2 separate regions of the Sus scrofa genome follow, and region 2 is linked to region 1. Evidence: chromatin contacts called from public Hi-C data. All regions are on one chromosome and are shown on one strand. The core of a region is the stretch at or near the end of the contact, and the rest is flanking DNA. Distances in the headings are between cores, read along the strand shown. Region 1 has its middle 110 kb from the start of AKR1E2. Region 2 overlaps LOC102159132 (a long non-coding RNA gene).

Region 1 (6,571 bases), core at 944-3,443:
TGCCAGGAAATCCTAAAATTAAAACTATATTATTGTATTCATTCCCTCACTCAACAAATATTTATCGTATCTCTGACATGAGTCATGAGCTATGCTAAGTGCTGCTCCTTAAAGATGGTTGAGATGCAATCCTATTATAAAGCCGACCATTGTCTGAGGGAGGGTGGGACGCTCTTTCCCAGTTTTCCTCTTTCCTGTACTGATGCAGGCAGAACAGGTTCTGAGACACAGCCGTCTCTGTCTGCCTCCCTTTCTCTTCCTGAGAACCCCTCAACCAAGAGATTACTTCCTGGAGCTGCCTCACTGTGACTCTAGGCTTTGTCTTTCCCCTGCCCCGCTGTGTATGGACCTGCACTTTTTCACCGTCCTCCTTTCAGCTGTCTGTTAAGGTCACAAAGCCACCCAGGAGCTCTTTCATGCGGTACTGGTCGAGGACGATGGTGTGGGCCACCCGTGGGTCTGACCATCATTACTGCGGGGCTGTGCTGAGCCCCAGGGGGCACATTTTTAGGGACGGATAATTGGGCGCTTCTGGAAGACCGTGAAATAAATAATTTCAGATGAGGGGACCCCCTCCTAAACACAGTGTATCCCTTGGCTCCATGGTGGTAGTCTCTCTTTACGAACCAAAAAGGTATTTTCTCATTGAAAACCCGAGATAAGTGAAGGGTATTGTGTTCCTAACAGTTATTCTTAAAGATGCTATAAGAAAACCATCCATATCTTATCTGCAAAGGTGTCTTCTCTTCTCTTCCAAGCATCGTATAAAGTCTCTCTTCAATTTGCAAAAGGGAGAAAGATTATGAGACTGAAGTGCAATAATATTAAACAAAAATATAAGAATACATAAGTGGTTTCTCTGCCAAGGCCAAATCCACATGGGATAAATAAGAGATTAAAGCTTTCAAAAAGCATCCTCATGGCTTCTTATTGTCAAAAAGGGAGCAGAATGGGAAGCTGACGCCACAGGTGGGTGCGTAGCCTGGCTATTACTCTGAGCAGAATGTTCGGGCAAGCGGGGGGCGGTGGGGAGTCCCCGCAGAGCTTCCTCTTCGCCAGTCTCCAGCAGAGACTGAACTGCATTCCTCTCCCTCAGTTATGCCTCAGGAAGGGATAGCCCACACGGATGGAAGCAGCCCTCCATGCCTCAGTGTGAATTGAAGAGCTGCTTAGGTTTTAACAAAAGGAAGACTAAGTGTGAGAACCCAGGCTACAGGAGGGAAGGGTATCCCGCATTATGAAGGATCTAAGAATAGAAGGATAAAGAACTCTCAAGACAAAACACTCAGAGAAGTTGCTTCAGACGCATCGAGGGCGAGGGCGTCTGAACAACAACTCAAGGGATTTATTGCTTGGTGAATGTCGCAATTCTGAGGACTTACTCAGATGGAAGCTGAGATGTCCCACATTTATAGCTCGTATTGCCTTTCAGTGTGATGAAAGCGTTCCCCTTGTGTTGCCAAGATATTCATGCTTAAGTTCAAAACGGGCGGATGTCCATCAAGCCTTTGAAGTACGTTGGCCAAATGATTACGACTAGCTTAACACAGATGATGTACATTTTAGCATGTATTATTCAGCTGAAATGATTTTTAATCCCCATGCGTTCTGATGATGATCTGATAAAAGTTTAATGGTGCATTAGCATAGATGGGTTAGTTATTCCTACAAATATCAAAGCAAGCCTGGGTGGAACAAGTCTGTCCATTGTCTTTTGGGAACTTAGAAACTTTTCCATTGCTTGTGCTATTATTTCTGTGTTGTGGTGGTTATCCGAGAGAAGCCGTTTTTATTGGAATGTATTATTTGTGTTTGTTGTTGGCTTTAAAAATACTTTGCTTATTCACATAGGGTACAGACAGCTAAATGTTTGCGTGTTGAACTGTAATTAGTCACTAACTGTTCTAATAAGGCTTGACTGCCCATATTTAAGTGTCCTTTCACTCGTCATTGTTTCAGTGAATGTAACACAAACAATGCTTTATACACAGAGGTTTCTTGCATGAATCAGTTCCCTTCTTGACTGTTTTCATGTTCCTCCTTCCCTAAAGGAAATGTTTCCCAATAGCTTTCTGAAATCTTTATTGCCATCGTGATCTAAATAACTCAAGCAATGAAATTAATCCCTAAACACTGACATTGAGCAAGTCTAACTAACTCGCAGCAACTGTTTCCCATGACCTGCCCTGTGGTGGACATGGGCTCATGGTGATTGTCAGCCTGGCTGGCACAAGGGGAAACCGCGGCTCATCCGGCAACCGTTTGGGTTTGTGGTGGTTGTTCTTGGGAGAGTGTCTGCAAGTGCTCATGACAACAGATTTTCAATAATATGTGTAGCGCACTATGTGAAGGCCGTGTGGAGGGGTCAAGATGTGTAAGAGGAACAGGTATTGCGTTTTAGACTTTATTCTTCTTCCCCTACACTAGCCAAGGTGGTTTGGGGGCATTTTATTTTACCAGGTAAAATTAGAAGCACTTGCCAGCTTGCTCATCAGACATATCCTCAGGATCAACGTGTCAGATCTAAAAAATAAAAATGAAAGGTGAGACATCATCGATTAAACTGATGTTTATTTTCAAAAATTAACCCATCATTTAAAAAGTGGTGAGACAGATATTTTTGGCCCGGAACAGCCATATAACCATGTTTTTCCATTCCTTTTTGTGCTCTTAATACTCTTAGTAACCTTATCTCTAAAACAGAATGTGTTGATTTTTTTAAAATTCTGGACATGAAATGCAGAAATAGCACATATATTTATCTCTGTACTTCTGCCAAACTTCCATATCCACTGGGATATTTTCCACCTTATCACGCTGTTAGTTTTACATGCATATTTTTATCACGCTTCTTGAGAGAAGGGTCAGTGTTGGATCAGCTGGAATCCTTCTATCACAAAGAGCATAGCATATAGTCAATAAGTACTAAACCTATCAGCAGATATATTCAGGGCATTTTTCTTTAATAAAACCTATGTACTTGGCTCTGAATAAATTAATGGATATAAAAGTCAGATTGGAAGCTTAATAATGACAATCTTTTTGTGTGTGTGTGTGTGTGTGTGTGTGTCTTTTTTGGGCTGTACCTGTGGCATGTGGAAGTTCCCAGGCTAGGGGCTGAATCGGAGCTGCAGCTGCAGGCCTACACCACAGCCACAGCAATGTGGGATCTGAGCTGCAACTGCCACCTATACCACAGCTCATGGCAACACTGGAGCCTTAACGCACTGATTGAGGCCAGGGATCGAACCCGTGTCCTCATGGATACCAGTCGGGTTTGTTACCACTGAGCCGCTATGGGAACTCCTTAATAACGACCATCGTCAATCTTGCCACTGAGTCCATCAGATGATGTAAACTATGACAGGTCCCGAGATCCCAACTCAGAAACTCTCGTCCTTGGAGACTGATTCTCTCTGGAAAAACAGTGTCTTCATTACCCACGTGAATTACTTAGAGGCAAAATCCAAGCCACCAGAGACAAACGGAATTACTCCTCTGTTAACTGTGACGTGGTCACCACGCACATTCTGATATCTTTTTAAAAATTAATTCTAGTAACCTATAAGCCTTTCAGCAGAGAGGATTACATTTCTAAAAGAAAACCATATAAAACATAAGAGTTTTGAAATGGTTAACAGCACATAATCAGCTCTCTTTAAAAAAAATCAGTCTTGAAAAGAAAAGAAACTCCTAAATGTTTTAATTCAGATATTTTAGGGGAGAAAAGTTTCCATAAATTAACTGAAAATCCACAGAAGATTTTGTGATGCCTTCACCTCGGTGTAAAAACATCTGGGAGAACCAACGTAGCTATTTCTTCTTTTTCAAAGGAATGGTCTCTTGCTACAGGTAAATGAAAGAGCCTTGTAAATGATTTTATTTAAGCCTCTAGCATACCCTGAAGGTAAAATTAGCGATGGGCTTTGAAGTAAGAAGCCGGTGTGGTAACAGCTTGGGTACAGGGCTAAGGGGAGCTGGGAGGGGGAGACGTGCGCAGTAGTTAAGGCTTAGTGAGCGGTTGGGTACAGGGCTAAGGGGAGCCGGGAGGGGGGAGACGGGCACAGTAGTTAAGGCTTAGTGAGCAGAGGTTTTCTGACAGTCACAGTCCTCAGGACCAGGATGCAGTAACCAGTGTTATCCTTCCCACGATCGCGGTGGAAAGGGGTTCTTATTAGCCTCAACTTACAGAAGAGGACACAAGGCTGGGAGTGGGAAGCAGTTTGGATCAGCTCTTCTGCCTCCTTCAGTAGGATCTGCTTTCTGGGTTCCCCATCCTGAACTCCAGTATCCTCAAGGTTTTTGCTTCCTTCAAGCCTCTCTCACTTTCTTAGCTGGCCATTACATTGCAAAGATATGGCAAAATAATTTACATTGAGGTCAAGGACTATCAGCAATACAGTCTTCCTTGGGGGGTAACTTTTAAACCCAAGGCTTCATTTCTAGTGATGCATTAACTCTGGGGAGGTTATCTGTTCAGAGGAACTTTCTAAGAATCTGTAACGTCACAATATAATAGCAGCTGCTCAATTTTAACTATTCATTGACTGATAGGCTTAGGAGGCAGAAAATACCAAAAAATAAATACATTAAACAGTAAGACAAAACCAAAACCAAAATTTCTGTCATGATTTCCCGGTCTCTTAACTGTTCATACTGACATATCTGTGTATTTTCTCTTTGTATGTAAGCTCTTTAATATTTGGTGATAATGGTGACATTGCTAAGTGAAAGATTTATATCAGGTAAATATAAATATACACATTACATTACTTTTATAGCCCAGACTCACGTAATTTCCTTGTGATAAGTTAAAATATTGAATTTTATTAAATTTTCAGCTTTCTTCTTTTCCAATTCCATTAACTTTTATTCAGATTTTTCATTAAGATAATATTGAATAGTGAACAAAATATGTTAGTTCTTTTTGTGATAAAGCCATGTAATTCTAGGCGATAAAATACCAGCAGTAAAAATATCTCATGCTCAATGGAATTTGGGTGGATATCTATATTTATTTATGATCTTTACAGAAAGAAAAAAACATAAGAGATTCTAATTTCATGGTTACTAGAATACAATAATTTTCTTCTTTTGTGTGTGTGTGTGTGTATATATATACACTCATGGACTAGCTTAACCAGAAAGAAATCTCTATGCAGAAAGAAATCTCTGTGCATTAAGTTTTGAAGACAGTGTGTTATGATTCTACTGATTTTTCCTCAGTTGTTGAGGGAGAGGGTAAGGAGTATTTCAGAATTCCAAAGTATAATTCTCATAAGAGCTTCAGCGTTTGACTCATCTTTTAGTTCTAGAATAAAATAAATTAAAAAAAAATCAGATTCATGACCATCACATGATAAGAACAGTGAGGTCAAGTAAGGGCGGGTAGCTTCTTCAAATAATTCTGGGCTTGGCTCTTTTTACTCTTTTAGAATCATTTTTAGATCCATTTGTGGAATTCTTTGAAAATCCACTTAAGAATTTTGATTCAAACTTCATAAACAATATAGCTATTTGTCTTCTTTTTTTCCTTCATTTTGCATACAGATTTTTTTTCCATAAAGATTTCTATAGACTGAATGTTTCTGCGCCCTCCAATTCATCCGGAAGCCCTCATTCCCAATGTAATGGTATTTGGAGTTGGGAGCTTTGGGAGGTGATTAGGCTTGGATGGAAATGAGGGTGGACCCCCCGTGCTGGGACTGGTGCCCGTAGAAGGAGAGGAGTGGCCACAGTTCTCCCTTACCACCACGTGAGGATACAAGAGGAAAGCATTTCTTTCAAACCAGGGGGAGTATCCTCAACAGGAACTGAAGCAGCTATCAGCGGGCACCTTGGTCTTGGGTTTCCCAGCTGTGAAGAAATACATGCTTGTTTTTCAAGCCACCTAGTCTATAATTCTGTTATATGGACCTTTTTGGTTTTGGTGGGGATACTATTTAAACTGGTAAGTTCTGTGTCCTGGCACTCCCAAAATTCATGTCCTCCATCTGCAAAATATATTCACCCCATCCCAACAGCCCCCAAGTTCTTAAATCATTCTAGCCTTCAATTCTAAATCTAAAACCACAGCCAAATGGTATCCCCTCAAAAAAGTTCCAAATTTCATTACCTAAAGTATCTAAATCATGTGTGGGTGAGATGTGCTGTGATCCATTCTGGTCCAGAATTTCTTTCCATCCACAGAGCTGTGGAACTAGAAAACAAATTACCTGTTTCCAAAATACAGTGGTAGGACAGGCATAAAATAGACACTCCTATTTCTAAAGGAGAAAATCGAGTAAACAAAGGGGTTATTGGTATAGGGCAAGTTTTGAAATCCTCAAGATAAGTTTCTTTCGGTGGTAAGACTAAGAATAATCCTCTGTGTCTCAATGATCTGTCCTCTGAGCCCCTCAGGACAGCAGCTCTGCCTTCTCTGGTCTTTGGGTCCAGAGTTCTGCCCTTGGAGTGGTTCTTCCTTCCTTTCATCCCATTTCTGTCCCTTTTCGTCTAGGTGGTGTTTCTGCTGGTATAATGTTCTCAAAAACCTTGTGAGTCTCCTATGGATGTCAGGGGGAGCCACTCC
Region 2 (6,580 bases), core at 2,287-4,786, 1.2 Mb after region 1:
CTGTTAAGTGGGGCAGAGAACACGGAGGCGACGAGAGCCAGCCGGGGCCTGTGGGACACTGACGACGCTGCACTCGGGCCAGCGCCCGCGCGGGGCCGCTGGTGTCCGCTCGGGGCCGCTGGTGTCCGCTCGGGGGCGTCCAGGGCTGTTGAAAGCGCGCATGGGAAGATCGAGGTTTGGGCAAAGTCTGCCGCAGGGGAAGCCGTACCTGCCCCGACCCCAAGCCGGGGACGTGCTTTCTGTCTCGGGATAACGCAGGGGCTACGCCTTTTGGAAGAGCCCGGAGTGCGACGGTGCGTCGAGCGTAACCAGGTTTGACGAGGTCAGCCGCGTGAGGGTCACAGCATCGCGGCATCAGGACACAGGAGTGGCCCATGCAGGACCAGGCGTAGGAGGGCAGCGCAGACCGCGCAGCCAGGCCCCAGAGCAGCGAGCAGCGGACCGCCCCCCAGAGGCCCCCGCCACCCGCTTGTCTGGAAGGACTGCGCGGGGAGGCCCTTGGGCGCGAGCTGGGCTGCAGTGGAGCGTGAATCCGGGGCGGAGGGACTGAGACGCGAGAGGCGGGCGGATGAAGCCTCTCTACGCCCAGAGAAAGGGTGCGAGCTTGATCCCAGATGAAGCACGGGCCGTGGTTCGAGTGTCCTCTGCTGCGCGAGGTCATGAAGGATGCTCCGCGGGCCGCCCTGAGCGGGCGGGGCGTGGGGCTGCGGTGGAAGGAGAGGGGACAGGTGTTCCTGCGACGCTGGCCTGCGCCCCCGTGCGTCTGTCGCCACGACGTCCCTCTGCTCCCTCCGCGGCGCAGAGGAAAGCAAAGCAGGCCAGCGACAGCTGGGTCCCCTGCCATCACGGTAAGACCGTGTGCGACCTGCGTGACCCCATATGACCCAGGAGGTTTACAGACAGCGTCTGCCTCAGGCCCGGCTCCCGCAGCAGACGTGGGGTCCTGGTTGATCTGGATGCATCCAGGACTCCTGGCCGAGGGTCTCTTTCTTCTTCAGCAAGTTCTCAGTGTCCTCACTAATCTTTGGCTTTTCAGAGTTCCCACTGTGGCTCAGTGGGTTAGGAACCTGACTAGTATCCATGAGGACTTGGGTTCGACCCCTGGCCTCGCTCAGTGGGTGAAGGATCCAGCATTGCCGTGAGCTGTGGTGTAGGCCAGTGGCTGCAGCTCCAATTCAACCCCAGCCTGAGAACCTCCATATGCCGTGGGTGCAGCCCTAAAGAGAAAAAAAAAGTCTTTGGCTTTTCTTTCAAAGGAGTTCTAACATTCCCGCTTCCGTTTTTTCCTAACATTTCCCAGAGACGTGACGATGGCCGACGTGTAAGGAGCCGTCCTGGTCCGTCCTAGGGAGGACGGGGGGCCTCCTGTGTGGGCTCCCCCGAAGGGGAGAAGGTGTCCACCCTCTCCAGCCGTGGAAGGGCCCTGGCTCCTTGGAAGAGCTCCCCACGCCCTCTGCAGACGGCAGTGAGGTCTCCAGGCCAGTGGTGGCCCTGACCCGGCCCTCGTGGCCGTCCTGGGGGGGCGGCCGCCAGCGCAGCTCTTTCTCCTGGTCCCGCCGTGGCCGCGCGCCTGGCCTGCATTGCCGTCTTCTTTATCAGAAACAGCCTTCTTCCTCTTACCCTGTGCAATTCACACTTGAATTTCCTGGCTATTGTCTACACGCTGGTAGGTCCTTAGGGCACTGTTTTTTGTTTTTTTGTGGGTTTTTTTGTCTTTTGCCTTTTTTTTTTTTAGAGCTGCACCAGCAGTATATGGAGGTTCCTCGGCTAGGGGTCAAATTGGAGCTACAGCTGCCAGCCTACACCCCAGCCACAGCAACGCGGGATCCGAGCCGTGTCTGTGACCTACAACCACAGCTCATGGCAATGCTGGATCCTTAACCCACTGAGTGAGGCCAGGGATCAAACCTGCAACCTCATGGTTCCTAGTCAGATTTGTTTTCTGCTATGCCACGACAGGAACTCCTGGGTGTTTTGTTTTTGTTTTTTATAATAGAGAATGTGACTAAAGCTATTTGATCTCTTCTAAGAAAAATGTGGCTAGAGACAGGTGCAAAAAAAAATTGCAGCTAATTTTAGGTCAGAGTCCATTGAAGCTTGAATCATTCTTGAGATTAACAGGTTGAAACAAGGCGAGCAAATAAATTCCACACAACCAGGAGGAACGTTTTGCTGAGGAGTTTTGTTGGACTAACAGGTTACAGTAAACTGTTGCCTGGTTCTACCCCTAATTTACCCAGTTCCCAGTTTACCCAGGAGGTGTCGGGACCTCCCCACTGTCGGCAGCCGTGAGCAGTGTGGATCCAGTGTGGCGTGCTGAGGTGTGACCGTGGCTGCTGAGCCCGTGTGTTCTTTATTATATTACTACGCAGCATCTCCTGTGCATCAGGTGGGGTTGGCACCCTGCGGCAGTGCCTGCTGGATTTCCACCCACTGTCTGGTCCCATCTGATGACACGGGGCTTGCAGATGCCGCCGCCTGTGTGTTCCCTTTTCTGCTGCCACACCTCCTCATGACCACAGAGTTTTAGGTCTTCTTTTATGCCTCGAAATACTCTCAGGTGGGGAGACAAAAAGACCCTGGGGGCAAGCAGAACGGCTGGCTGGCTGGGGAAGTGAAGGGTTCCCACACTTTAATGGCTAAGAAAGAAACCGCTCGTAATATTCTAGCCCAATGCTTACCTGTCGGTTGGATCCTGACAGAGCTGAGGGCTTCGTGTGCTTTTAGGAAAAGTGTTGAAGCCTGTAGCGTCCGTGAATGATATATTTGTTTTTACCAAAACTCATCTTCCTAGGCTATTATCTTATACGTTGCTCCGTTTGGTTTCTTAATGTTCTTTCGTGTGAGCGGAAGGCTGCGGGGAGGCGTTCATCAGCAGAGAGAAAATTGGGCGGATAATCAGCTGCGTTCCTGGGGCTGCAGTCATGGGAGGGGCCTGACCTCCAGGGAGGCATCCTTCATGCTGGCTCATCTTCTTCCAGTGCCACCTCCGCCACGTGAAGGATGCCTGGGTTTTGTGCAACTCCCGCGCTCGCAGCGTCTCTGGGTCTTTACCGCGGTCAGAGGTTTCCGGACGGTCTCCCGTTCCTGCCCCCGAGACGCGTTCTCACTATTGTGCCTGACCGGGAACACAGCACAATGAACGTTTTCCAAAAAGGCAGAGACGTGGGAGATGCCTTTTCATGTCACAGACTTCTTAGTGTTCCTTTCAGGAAGTGGAGTCCAGCCAGGTGACAAGAATTCAAGGAAAGGAAATGGGTCCGGGAAGGGAGGGGAGCCTGGGGAGCAGGAGCCACGGAGGCGCCTGGCCCTCGCAGCCTCTGTCTCCCATCGGGTGGTACGTGGTCACTGCAGGCAAGGAGAGTCCCCAGGCTGTCCCCTGGGGTCCTGCGAAGACCAAAGCACAGGTGCGCTTCAGATACACCCAAACGACTGCGCCGGCCCGGGCTCCGAGCTCACACACGGGCTGAAGCTTGTCTGAAGCTGGTCGTGATGCTGAACAGGAGGTGAGCAGAAGGCCGCCTGTGGCCCAGGCTTCCTGGGAGGGAGCCGCTGGCTTTGCCGTCACTGGTTCTGGGAACCGCAGCCAGGAAGCTCATCACTGTGCTGCCTTTGGAAGGAGTTTCAGTGGGACGCCCTCTCCAGGTTGATCACAGCCTCCTCAGGTCCGAAGCAGGGACGCACGCCCCTCCCTGGACGGAGGCGGCTCCCCCCCCCAGCCCCACCTCTGCTGCTGCCCCGCCGGGGACCTGCGGGCTCCTGCCTCTGGGTCAGAGCTTCCTGCACTGCGCGGCCGGACCCACCAGCGTCTGTGCCCCAAACGCCTGTTTACTCCTGAACCAGTGAGCCAGTGAATGAACGAGTGAATGAAAACGAAGCGACTCACTGTGTTTCAGAGGGACATGCGCGGTCCAGAGCTGGGAGCACCTCGCAGGCCCCGCATCCCCCCTTACTGTAAACTGCACCCCAGGTCAGGCTGCAGCCTGAGCCCCCAGCGTCCTCCCCGGAGGAGGTGTGTTTGCCTCCTGCTGTTCACTTGAGGGCACCTCCCTCCCCCACGTCCTCCCGTCCCTCTCCCCTCCCCGCCCCCAGTACCGCTGCCTGGCACCCCCTATAACCTGAAGTCACCAACTTTTAACTCCGCTGAGCTGTCACTAACTTGGTTCTCACGGCAGAGCACTTCCGACGTGCTTCACACGGTCGTGGGGACCACGGCCACGTGAGACCAGATTTGTCCCACCTGCCACCCCTCCCTCTGAAGCAGCTCCCCCGCCCTTCAGAAGCTCCCCTCTGCCAGTCTGGACCCTTCAGTTCCAGGTAGTTTCCCACCTCAGGGGCGTGGAGGACCGGCCCCCATCCCCAGCTCCCCAAGTCTGGGGTCCACACTGGGTTCCACAGCCCGAGCCCCAGAAGCTCCCACTTCTGGGTCTTAGGACAGATTTCTCTCTGACCCCTTATCAGATACTTGTCGAGTCACCCTTGAGGCACAGGTGCTGTCAGAGGTGAGCCCAAGGGAGCTTCCTACCAGGGGAATGGTGATGGGCGGGCAGTGTCGCTGCCCACGTGGGGCCCCTGCCCGGTGGGGGCCATCAGAACCAGGAACAGAGCCCCTGGGACGCTGTGGCCCCACACTGCCCTGGCGGGGTTGGTGCTGGCTCCCACGGAAAGGTGGTTTGAGCCTCAGCAAGCGGCACCTGCACCCTCTCACTGGGGCCCCTCCGGGACCAGGCGCGCCCGGCATTGCAGCCTGGGCTTGTGCAAGGAGAGGGCACAGCAGCTCTCCAGGCTCAGGGAAGAGCCGTGGGCTGATTCTGTGTTTATTTACCCCCCAGCCCCCGGCCCAGTGCCTGGCTGGAGCACCTGCTGGTTTGCTTGCCAGGGGCGCTCAGTCAGTCAGTGCTTACGTGGGACAGGCCTCTCTTCAGCTGCCTTGTCAGAGGCCCGGTGACAGTCCCCACAAGCCCCCCCCCCGCCCCGTCCTGCACCTGGAGAGACCCAAGCGCACTCAGAGCCTGTCCTGTGTCCTGGAGCAGCGGGAGGCCCCGGGCCAGACCCAGCCTCTCTCCCCTCGGACCCGGTGCTTGGCTCAGCCTGTGCCTCTGACAGGTGGCCTTGGCTGCCCGGGGTCCACTGCATCTGGTCACTCGCAGGGCCCCTGCGCCCCTCCCCACCGCAGCCTCCAGCCCGGGCTCGGCCCCCTGGCTCAGGGTCTCCTCGCCTTGCCCGTCGTGCCCGGGGCTGGCCCCGGCCGTCCTGAGCTCCTCAGGCCTGGTGTCTGTCACGGCCTCACTTCACCCTCAGCATCACGCAGGCGGCATCTCTTCTGCCATGTGTCGCCTGAGCGCCTCTGGGAAAGCCGCTCTGGTTTCTGTTAGGACTAAACGCAGCCAACGTGGCAGCAGGTGGGAGCGTGCGGGGCTCTGTGGGGGTGGAGGGAGCAGAGCCTGGGGCTGGGGCTCGTTCCCCCGCCCCGCCCCGCCACCAAGCCGTCTGCTGTCACAGTGACGGGAGAGCGAGCTCTTTCCCCAGGCCCTTCTCTCTCCTCCTCTCCGGTGACACCAAACACAGACCTTTGTCCCTGAAAAGCCTCCTCAGTCCCAGAAACGGCCCCCTCCCCAGGAGCAGGCCCCTCAGGCCAGCTCGCTCCTAGAGGGCGGAGTGGATGCTGGGGGCACCTCTGCAGGGGACACCTGCACACACTGGCCTTGGGGCCGGAGGCACTAGGCCTTTCCGTGTGTCAGCTGGGCCTCTGCCGCCCCCCAGCGTCCGCCAGGGGCAGGTTGATGGGGCTGCAGGTGTCAGCAGGCTGCTGGGTGAGGGCAGGACATCGCGGGACATGGGGGCTCATGAGCCACGTGCTCTCAGCCTCTGTGTCTCCCCTCCGCTAACACATTGCTTTCTTGGTAAAACCAGATGAAATGAACCCCAAAATGCAGCCTTCCAGGTGGGAGGCGCCACATGAAAGCCTTGAAAGAAAGTGTGAGGGTCATGCTTGCCTCTTCCCTCCACGGGCCCCTTGGGGGCTGGAAGCTCCTAGAATAAAATCCCAAAAGACGCCTGTCACCTGGGCTGGGCGCCTGGACTGGGGACCGGCCTGCAGTTCCCCCGCTTCCGTGGATGAAAACGAGCACCGCAGGTCCCCCGGACTGCAGGCTGGAGGTGGTGGTGGTGTCATCGCTGTCCCTGGGCTGCCAGGGTGGCCCTTGGGAAACACAGGTCAGTGCTGCGGAGGCCCTGCTGGGTCGCTGGATCGCAGTCGCCCGCACACGGTTCCCTGGAGGAGGGAAAACGCGATGGAGCAGGGGCGGGAGGGCCACCACACCCTCTCCAGCACCCGCCCTTTGCCCCAGCATCACCTGCCGCCCTGCTCCAACGTGCCAGGTCCGTCTTGGACTGTTTTGGCAAACGTTTCTCCAAATCACAATGAAAATATCCCTTTTACAAGTATAGTTTTTGCATTTACAAAACCTTCCTCTTTCTCCTGCTGTTTTTCCCTCTGGTCACTGACTTTTTCCCAAATCAAGGAGCATTTCTCTCAGGAAGGCGTGAAAAATACCGGAGAGATGCAGTATCATCTCCT

The links. A called contact is a pair of places that touch in the nucleus more often than the background predicts.
Region 2: a contact with region 1 is called in a Hi-C map of subcutaneous adipose tissue, with 2.9 times the contacts expected there. The contact joins two enhancer-like sites. A contact is called at or near these places in 2 of 47 Hi-C or Micro-C datasets (blood and subcutaneous adipose tissue) and 2 of 2 datasets of contacts at active chromatin or transcription factors (alveolar macrophages and skeletal muscle).

The regions. Positions count from the first base shown.
Region 1 is chr10:65,796,073-65,802,643 of Sscrofa11.1, forward strand. No RefSeq gene overlaps it. Among named protein-coding and RNA genes, the nearest start is that of AKR1E2, 110 kb to the left of the region's middle. Within about 2 kb of position 2,194, at least 13 of the 83 cell types and tissues checked have an H3K27ac peak or open chromatin away from gene starts, as enhancers often do. A contact at or near this core is called in subcutaneous adipose tissue, where this site is marked.
Region 2 is chr10:66,973,170-66,979,749 of Sscrofa11.1, forward strand. LOC102159132 (a long non-coding RNA gene) reads left to right here. Exons shown (of 4, transcript XR_002336446.1): 4 at 2,982-3,860. Among named protein-coding and RNA genes, the nearest start is that of PITRM1, 20 kb to the right of the region's middle. Within about 2 kb of position 3,537, at least 4 of the 83 cell types and tissues checked have an H3K27ac peak or open chromatin away from gene starts, as enhancers often do. A contact at or near this core is called in subcutaneous adipose tissue, where this site is marked.